Linked DNA regions of Columba livia: region 2 is linked to region 1. Evidence: chromatin contacts called from public Hi-C data. All regions are on one chromosome and are shown on one strand. Each heading gives the region's core, a stretch centred on a gene start, on an enhancer-like site or on the middle of the called end of the contact. The rest is flanking DNA. Distances are from core to core; before and after follow the strand shown.

Region 1 (3,725 bases), core at 338-2,837:
AGCTATTGTGCCATGTCATTACGACAATCAAAAGGCTTAATTGCCCTCTTTCTAGAAGCTGTCAGTTCTGCTTAACTGGTACATAATGTATGCGTCTAGGAGTAAATGTGTTAATGTATCAGTCACTTATATCTACCATACATTTTCCTCTGCTGTATTTAAAGAAAGCCTTGTTTTTCATAACTGACTTGCTAGACATTATATCCATTGATATGGACAGCAGTGATATTACTGTCTTGTGACTCATTTCTTCGTGAAAGATGCATTAAATATCTTTCTCCTTCTTCATTTACTGCACCTTTTCAACTCAATTTCAACCTGAATGTGAATTTCCCCGTAGCTGTACTTAAGGTGTGGCCAAAAAAGGCCTCCTCAAAAATAACAATGTAAAATGAACTGTCTGTTCCTGGAACTACTCAGGATTAATGAATCAAAATTTTTGGAAACAACTGTAGTTGCTTTAGAATATTTTGTGCATTGTTACCCATAGGTACATAGTCACTGAAAGTAAACAAAGAATCAACAGTATCTACAACATGTAATCCACAGCTATGAACTGAAGACCTTTAATACTCTAAGTACTACCAGTAAGGTCACACCTAAAAGTACAGCCCATGCAAGCTGTCTCAACTCTCTTTTGTATCCCCCTTCTGACCATGATTAACACTAAGTTCTCTCTCTATTCCCTCACTGCTTCTTATGTCTTGTGCACTCAAGAAGTTATTTCTTCTCTCACAGTATCTCATTAAACTCTGCACTGGAATGCAAAGACTATTTTTAACCCATGTTTTATGAGTCCGTATGTTGCTTTATTAACAAACAAGACAATGACATTTTTTGTTTATATTAGGAGTGCCTCCCTATTCAGATAAATATGACTGCAACTCATATACACACTTTTGTGGGCCTTCAGAGAAGGCTGTGAAGACATAAATAGGGAGGGAGAAAAACAGAAGCTGTATGAAAAATATAATAAATCTGACGAGAACAATATAAAGATTTGAACATGAAGCTTTCTTTGATCATTTAATCCATTTCTCACTGTTTTTAAGCCATTAAAGCATGCTGATAATTCCAACCAGCCCGGCTGCAAAGTTCCCGATACTTTAGAAATGAGGAAATAAGTCACAGAGGTGAGACACAGAGTTGCTGAAGTGCGGGGACTTTGTCTGGAAGTGGCACAGTCGCTGTTTTCCCCCAAACCATTAATATATCAATAAAAATTCATATTTTTATTTCAAATAAACGCAATTCCTCTCTCTCTTCTCCAATGATGTCACTACATCAAAAAAAAATGCACTGAATGTCTCTGTTTATGTAGTAAGACTAGCTGGATAGCCAAGGTTAAAAGGACCGATCACATTTCCATATATAGGAGATCACATTTCTTTTGATTTTACTGATACTTGTTCATAGATTAAGTATGCTAAAAACATTTCCCACATCAATAACTGCTTAAGAACTTACTTGGTTTTTTGAATCCAGATGCAATAGTCTGTAATGAAGAGATCATTAAGGATGTAGGCAGGGTCATTCTCCCTAAAAATCTGGTGAATATCCAGCAGACACTTCAAAACTGCAGCTTTTCCTGGAAAGAGATTTTTACTTTTGTAATTCACTAGAAGTCGTAACAGACGATCTTTATCATCTTCTCACCTTTGAGGCTTTAATAACCACGCTATCTACAATTATCTTGTAAATTTAAGTTGATTCACAGTCTCAGAAGGGCAGTAATATGACGATGCCCTTCAGTATCCACATCCATGTGGATGCCGAGCCTCTGAATTTAGTAGGAATCTCCGTGCAAGACTTAAGCCTCAAGACACAGTCATGCATGTAATTCTCTGCAGCTGAAGCCCCTTCCCCCAGCTTTTCCACTTCCCTGAGCTGTGTCCAGCCCAGACTTTAGCACACTCATACAGCACACCATGTAAAAGCAAATAAACAAAAAAGTAACTTGCAAATAAAGAAGAATTATACCCCATCATTTTTCTGAAGACAGAGAAAGCCTGTTTCCCTGTATGCCTACACAAACACCTGTTCTGGAAAATAATGAGGATAGAAACAGCCCACAGCAGGACCCAGCACACAGAAGCCACAGCAATTGTGTAAAACAATGTAAGCGATCCCGTTGGCTGACGTCTAACCGCAGCCTTAAAGCCGGACTTTTCCTGCTTCTGTTAGTTACAGAGCAATTTGGCAAACCGAGCCTCCAAAAGAAAAACTCACTTCAGGCTCAAGAAGGTGCCATTTGACATACAGTTGATAAATTCCACAACCAGAAATCTTTTTGATGTCACTTTAATTTTATTCATTATGCAACCATTGTTTATGAGGAAGAGAACTAACTAATGTAACCTTCAGTTGGTTGGAATCTCATCTCTTAGTTTTCTGATGAAGGTTGCTAAAGGGTTAAGTGCTGCAACACTGAAAAAGAAAAAATTCACTGTTTAATGGTGGGGGGAACGGGCCATTCAAATGAAAACAGCCACTACTGCAAATAGAATCTAATAACCCTCTCCCAAGAGGCTGGCTCCTCCTGGGCTATGAAACCTGAACAGGGATGAAATTACATTTTCACAGATTAAAAAAAAGAAAGAGAGAGAGATCAGAACTCCCCCTGCTGTTCAAACACAAAATTTATTTGTTTTAAATAATCCCACGCCAAAAAAATATAGAGAGAAAATGAAAGTTAAAGAAAGTGGGAGATGGCAATAAGGAGAAAGAACCTGGAGAGTAAAAAGCCATGGCAAATAGAACTGAAAAACCCACTGGTTTTGTAGAGAGCAATTGAACAAGTGTCAGGAAAGAACGCAAAAGAAAAAAAAAATCCCAAATATAACTGCTTAACTTCTGGATTGTATCACCATCAATGCTTGTCAAGCCAAGCTTGTCAAACCTAACTATTTTGACTAAAAAGAAGCCTGCTCTTTTAAAAATAAATGATATCTGGAATTGAAATTTTGCTAATTTTTGTAAGGTTCTACCTGTCAAGCTGCCAGCCTGAACCATTTACAACATCCACTGCAGCTACTCATCTGCCAAGTAACAATGTAAATTAGTGACTATAACACTAATTCTCAATAAATTGGTTTTAGGTCCTCTTGCATATGTTATTTTAGTTCTCCACTTGTTGTTAGGAAAATAAGACGGTTCTAAACAACAGCCAAATAGGACTGTTGATAAAAAACAAGTCCTGAATACCATAAAAACGATTCTGTTGAAAAATATATAATTTTTTAAAATATTTCATTTAAAACTGAAGAATAAAAAATGGACTACACACCACATATTTGTAGTTTTGTTTTGTTTTACTTTCAGGAGTGGAGCTGTCATCATCTCATGGTTGGACTCTATGATCTTGAGGGTCTCTTCTAACCAAAATAATTCTATGATCTTAATGACTGCAAGTTATTTGTTCAGCAGTGACGTTCCTTTTACATATGCCCTGTTTATCCCAGACAGCTTTCATGTAACAGTACAACTTTTCAAACCTATGGTTACTCCAGCTTCAGTTGTGGAATTGTACACAACCATGTTTCTATATTGAGTTGTTAAAGTTACTTACAACTTCTCTATTTATTGTGAGTTACTACTTTCAAAAAAAGCATCCAGTGTTCAACTTTTTTTTTTGGCAGAAGAGTCACTGAGAAGCAGAACTTAGTGGTTTTCTTCCAATGCTTGTGAGTTGCAAAATTAAAAACAAAACCAAACCCAAGCAAACA
Region 2 (3,725 bases), core at 711-3,210, 290 kb before region 1:
TACAGGATAAAATGTAGTAGCAGTAAAAAAATCCCATCTAATGAGGAAACATCACTGTTCCACACAAGGTGTTACCAAAGTAAGTTTAAAAAGTGCCCACAGTTATCGTCTATAGATCGTCCTATATCCTCCAGCAAACCTGCATGGGTGTACCAACAAAAGTCACAGTCACTTCTGCAGGACTCTGTAGAGAGACATGAACCTCCCCACAGAGCAGTGAAGCTCACTGTTGCATCTTTCATGTGCTTTTTAGTGCCTTAAATGACTTCTAAATGGGTGCAGCCTGCCTTGTTTGCTGTCACTCTTGTTCCCTGCCACTACTCCATCCCTGTTGCTGGTAAACAAAACACACAGTTTCATGTGTATATGGTCCTTTTTTTTTTCTTATATGTACCCTATTGTGTTTGTAAGCTGAGGAACAGCAATACCACCTAAATGCACTTATATATGACGGGAAAGAAGAAACATAATAAAAAAAATCTACAGAATAATTGAATTTCAAGAGTCTACATTAAAATGAACCAAGGAAAGAAAAAAAAAAAATCATAATGCACCTCAGGAACTTGAAACAGATTTTAACTTCCAATGTTGATTATAAAAGATAGACAGGCTTATCTCCACCTGGCTTATGTAAACAAACAGATCTAGATGGTAACTTGCTTAAACAGCAGTACAAATGGTGCTTTTTAAAAACAAACACAGAAAACACAACTCAGATCCTGAACCTGGTCATAACTACATCATGAGTTCAAAAGGATTAACCAGAAATAATTTGTGAGGCTATTTCTAAGATTTGATTTGCAGAACTTGAGAATATTTGTGTTCTTTGTTGCTATTTCTGAGTTGAAAAGTTAACCAAAAAAAAAAAAAAAAAAAGGAGAATTTTACAAGTTGTACGAGGCAGTACAGTTCAGTGGCAGAAAGAGCTTTGCTTTTGGAGTGGGGGGAGAGGAGAAATACAACAGGAAATTGAGAAAAGGGAGATATAGAAGATGATTAAAAACAAGATGCCAGAAAATACACACTAAAAAATAATACCAAATTCTGGTTTTAAACTTCCTATTTCAGTTTTGACATTGGTACGTTCACCAGTGCCTAGCTGTATGCATCATGGGGGTGAACTCCCTTTGCAGCAGCTTGCCACGGCCATTGCAGACTAAAACTTCACACACACGACATGTGGCATGAACACTGCAGTTAATTTATAAATTTTAGCTAATCCTTCGAAGCAGATTGCTTCCGATTTTAAGAACTGATCATCCACAGGAGCCAAACCTGACTATTAAAAACTTAACAAATTTGACATGTCACTGCCGGGTCGCTGGGACTCGGTCCGTTTGGGGCATCAAGGACCGCCCAGCCACATACAAACCCCGCAGCAGCAAAGTGTAACCTTTCCCCTTCTATTTCTGGGGATGGCCAGAGTCATGTCTAAATTTAGAGTTTAAAACACCACCGATGTTGCCTGAATCAATGTCCGTCTGTTAAATTACAAAACCGATACCGTTTCCGGAACCGATTTAAGGAACTAACTCCCAGAAAACGCGAACCCTCCCGTCAGATGGAAGAGCCATCACTGGCTGTTGCTGCCGAGGTCCCTCACATCGGCAGTTTTCCCATAGGCAGCACAAGACTAATTTCCCTTTCTCCAATCTGCTCGACGAGAGAAACCGATAAAGAGCAGAGATGCTTCCCACAGCTGGATTTTGAGGTTCTTCCCCCCTCTTGAAGCCCACCGCCGCACCCCGCCCGGCTCGCCGCGTCCCGCAGTGCTGCCGCCCGCCGCCCCCCTGACCCCACTCACTTGTCCAGCCAGAAGGTCCAGGGCGAGTGGAGCGGCAGCCCCGCGGGTTCGGCCGCCTGCCCGCCCGCCGCCTCCCGCCCGCCGCGGCGCTGGGGGGGGCTGAGCGCCATCGCCCTGGCCGGGCCGGGGGGGCGGGCCGGGACGCGGGGAGGGGACAAGGGACTCTGCGGAGTGGGGGGACGGAAAGGACGAAGACGACGAGGCGGGCAAAGTGAGGGACGGAGCAGGGCAAGGAGACAGGGGAGGGACACATCCGCGGACACGGCGAGGGGCAGATACACAGGGACAAGGGGCCATTGGGCCAAGGGAGCGGCGGGAAGGACAGACGGATGGGTGAGGGGAGGAGGGAGCCACACCGATGGTGACAGCGATGGACATGGCCCAGGGCCCACCTGAGGGCACGGGTGGTACCAGAAAGGGGCCCTGAGCCTGGCCCATCACATGTGCTCACCCCCATCCCCGTCTCGGCCCCTCCTGGGGGGCACAGCGAGGGGAAGGGCTGATCTGCTTTCTTAGACCTTTCCAGGGACCCACTGCCTCCAGGCGGCTGGGCAGGCAGGGTATCCGAGGTAACCGTCCTGCAGCGAGCACGCTGCGAGCAGTTCCTTCTCTGCCCATCCACAGATTGCACCACAACTAATGAGTCTCTGGAGCTGCCTTTCTGAAGGCAATAATCTTTATGTCCAGTTTGGCTTAACAATGCTGGACAAAAAACTAAATCTCCCTAAAAATCCAAGTTTTAGGACACAAAACACTTGCACATTCACAAAGTGGAAGGATGAGTATCATGTAAACTGACCAATAGATCATAGAATTGTAGAATCATAAAATACTTTGGGTTGGAAGGGACCTTCAAAGGTCATCCGGTCCAATCCCCTGCCATTAGCAGGGACATCTTCAACTAGATCAGGTTGCTCAGTCTCATCCAGCCTGGCCTTCAGTGTCTCTGGGGATGGGGCATCCACCAACTCTCTGGGCAACCTGTTCCAGTTCTTTACCACCCTCCTTGTAAAAAATTTCTTTCTCATGTCTAACCTGAAGTTCCTCTCTTCTAGTTTAAAACCATTACCCCGTGTCCCGTTGACACACACCCTGTCTTCTATACGGCGATGATAATGCAACAATGAACCTTTCAAGGCTGGGTGGGGTGTGGGAAATTTATCTTCTCATATTTTCTACAACCTATTTAATTTACATGCTTGGTTTTACAGGGGGACATTCCTCATAATGCAGCATGGACATGTGCTAAAAACCTCACATTATTTTTATAACAATATTTTAAAAATTAAGATTCTCCCCAGAGGGACTATGCATAGTAGTAAAGTTAAACACCCACATAAGTGATAGCAGGATCAAGGACCATGAATCACATAGTTTTCCTTGCAAGCACATTTAGTAGGATGAATAATTTTATATATACTTTGTCCTAAAAGAAAAATCAATGAAGACACGCTCCTATAAAGAAATGAAAATCCAACAGTAAGAAAGGGCAGAGATTACCCATAAAAAGCAGTCTATACAGTGATAATGAAGAAACAAAAAAAGTTAATGATTATGTTGCGCAGATGGAAAATGTTAACTGCTAAGCCAAATTAAATAAGATCTGGAAAACCAGTTGCACCTTCTCTTGCAATTTAATTTACTCCTCTTTAAATAGAAGGCAAGATAATGACCATTTGGGAGAGCTTGGCATCTAAAAATTAATTGGTATGCCTACTCCAAGATTTCTGTCTCTATTTTAATGGTGAGGCCACCCAACAAAACAAAACCCAAACCCCCCAAAAACCCAACCCACAATAAATGGCTGTATCTAGGCACAGATTTTCTCAGAAGAGCTGAAGAAGACAGGAGGAGAGCACTAATTTATATGACCCTGAAGGGCCACATCTTGTCCATGACTGTCATTGACAGCCTCCACACT

Evidence for each region. A called contact is a pair of places that touch in the nucleus more often than the background predicts.
Region 2: a contact with region 1 is called in a Hi-C map of liver, with 2.7 times the contacts expected there. The contact joins the promoter of EIF4E3 here to the enhancer-like site in region 1.

Annotation. Positions count from the first base shown.
Region 1 is chr10:12,448,748-12,452,472 of bColLiv1.pat.W.v2, reverse strand. SHQ1 (SHQ1, H/ACA ribonucleoprotein assembly factor) reads right to left here. Exons shown (of 12, transcript XM_065075357.1): 11 at 1,468-1,588. Among named protein-coding and RNA genes, the nearest start is that of GXYLT2, 25 kb to the right of the region's middle. Within about 2 kb of position 1,587, at least 2 of the 3 cell types and tissues checked have an H3K27ac peak away from gene starts, as active enhancers do.
Region 2 is chr10:12,739,190-12,742,914 of bColLiv1.pat.W.v2, reverse strand. It overlaps EIF4E3 (eukaryotic translation initiation factor 4E family member 3), which reads right to left and starts at 1,960. Exons shown (of 7, transcript XM_065075406.1): 1 at 1,805-1,960. The coding sequence starts at 1,914.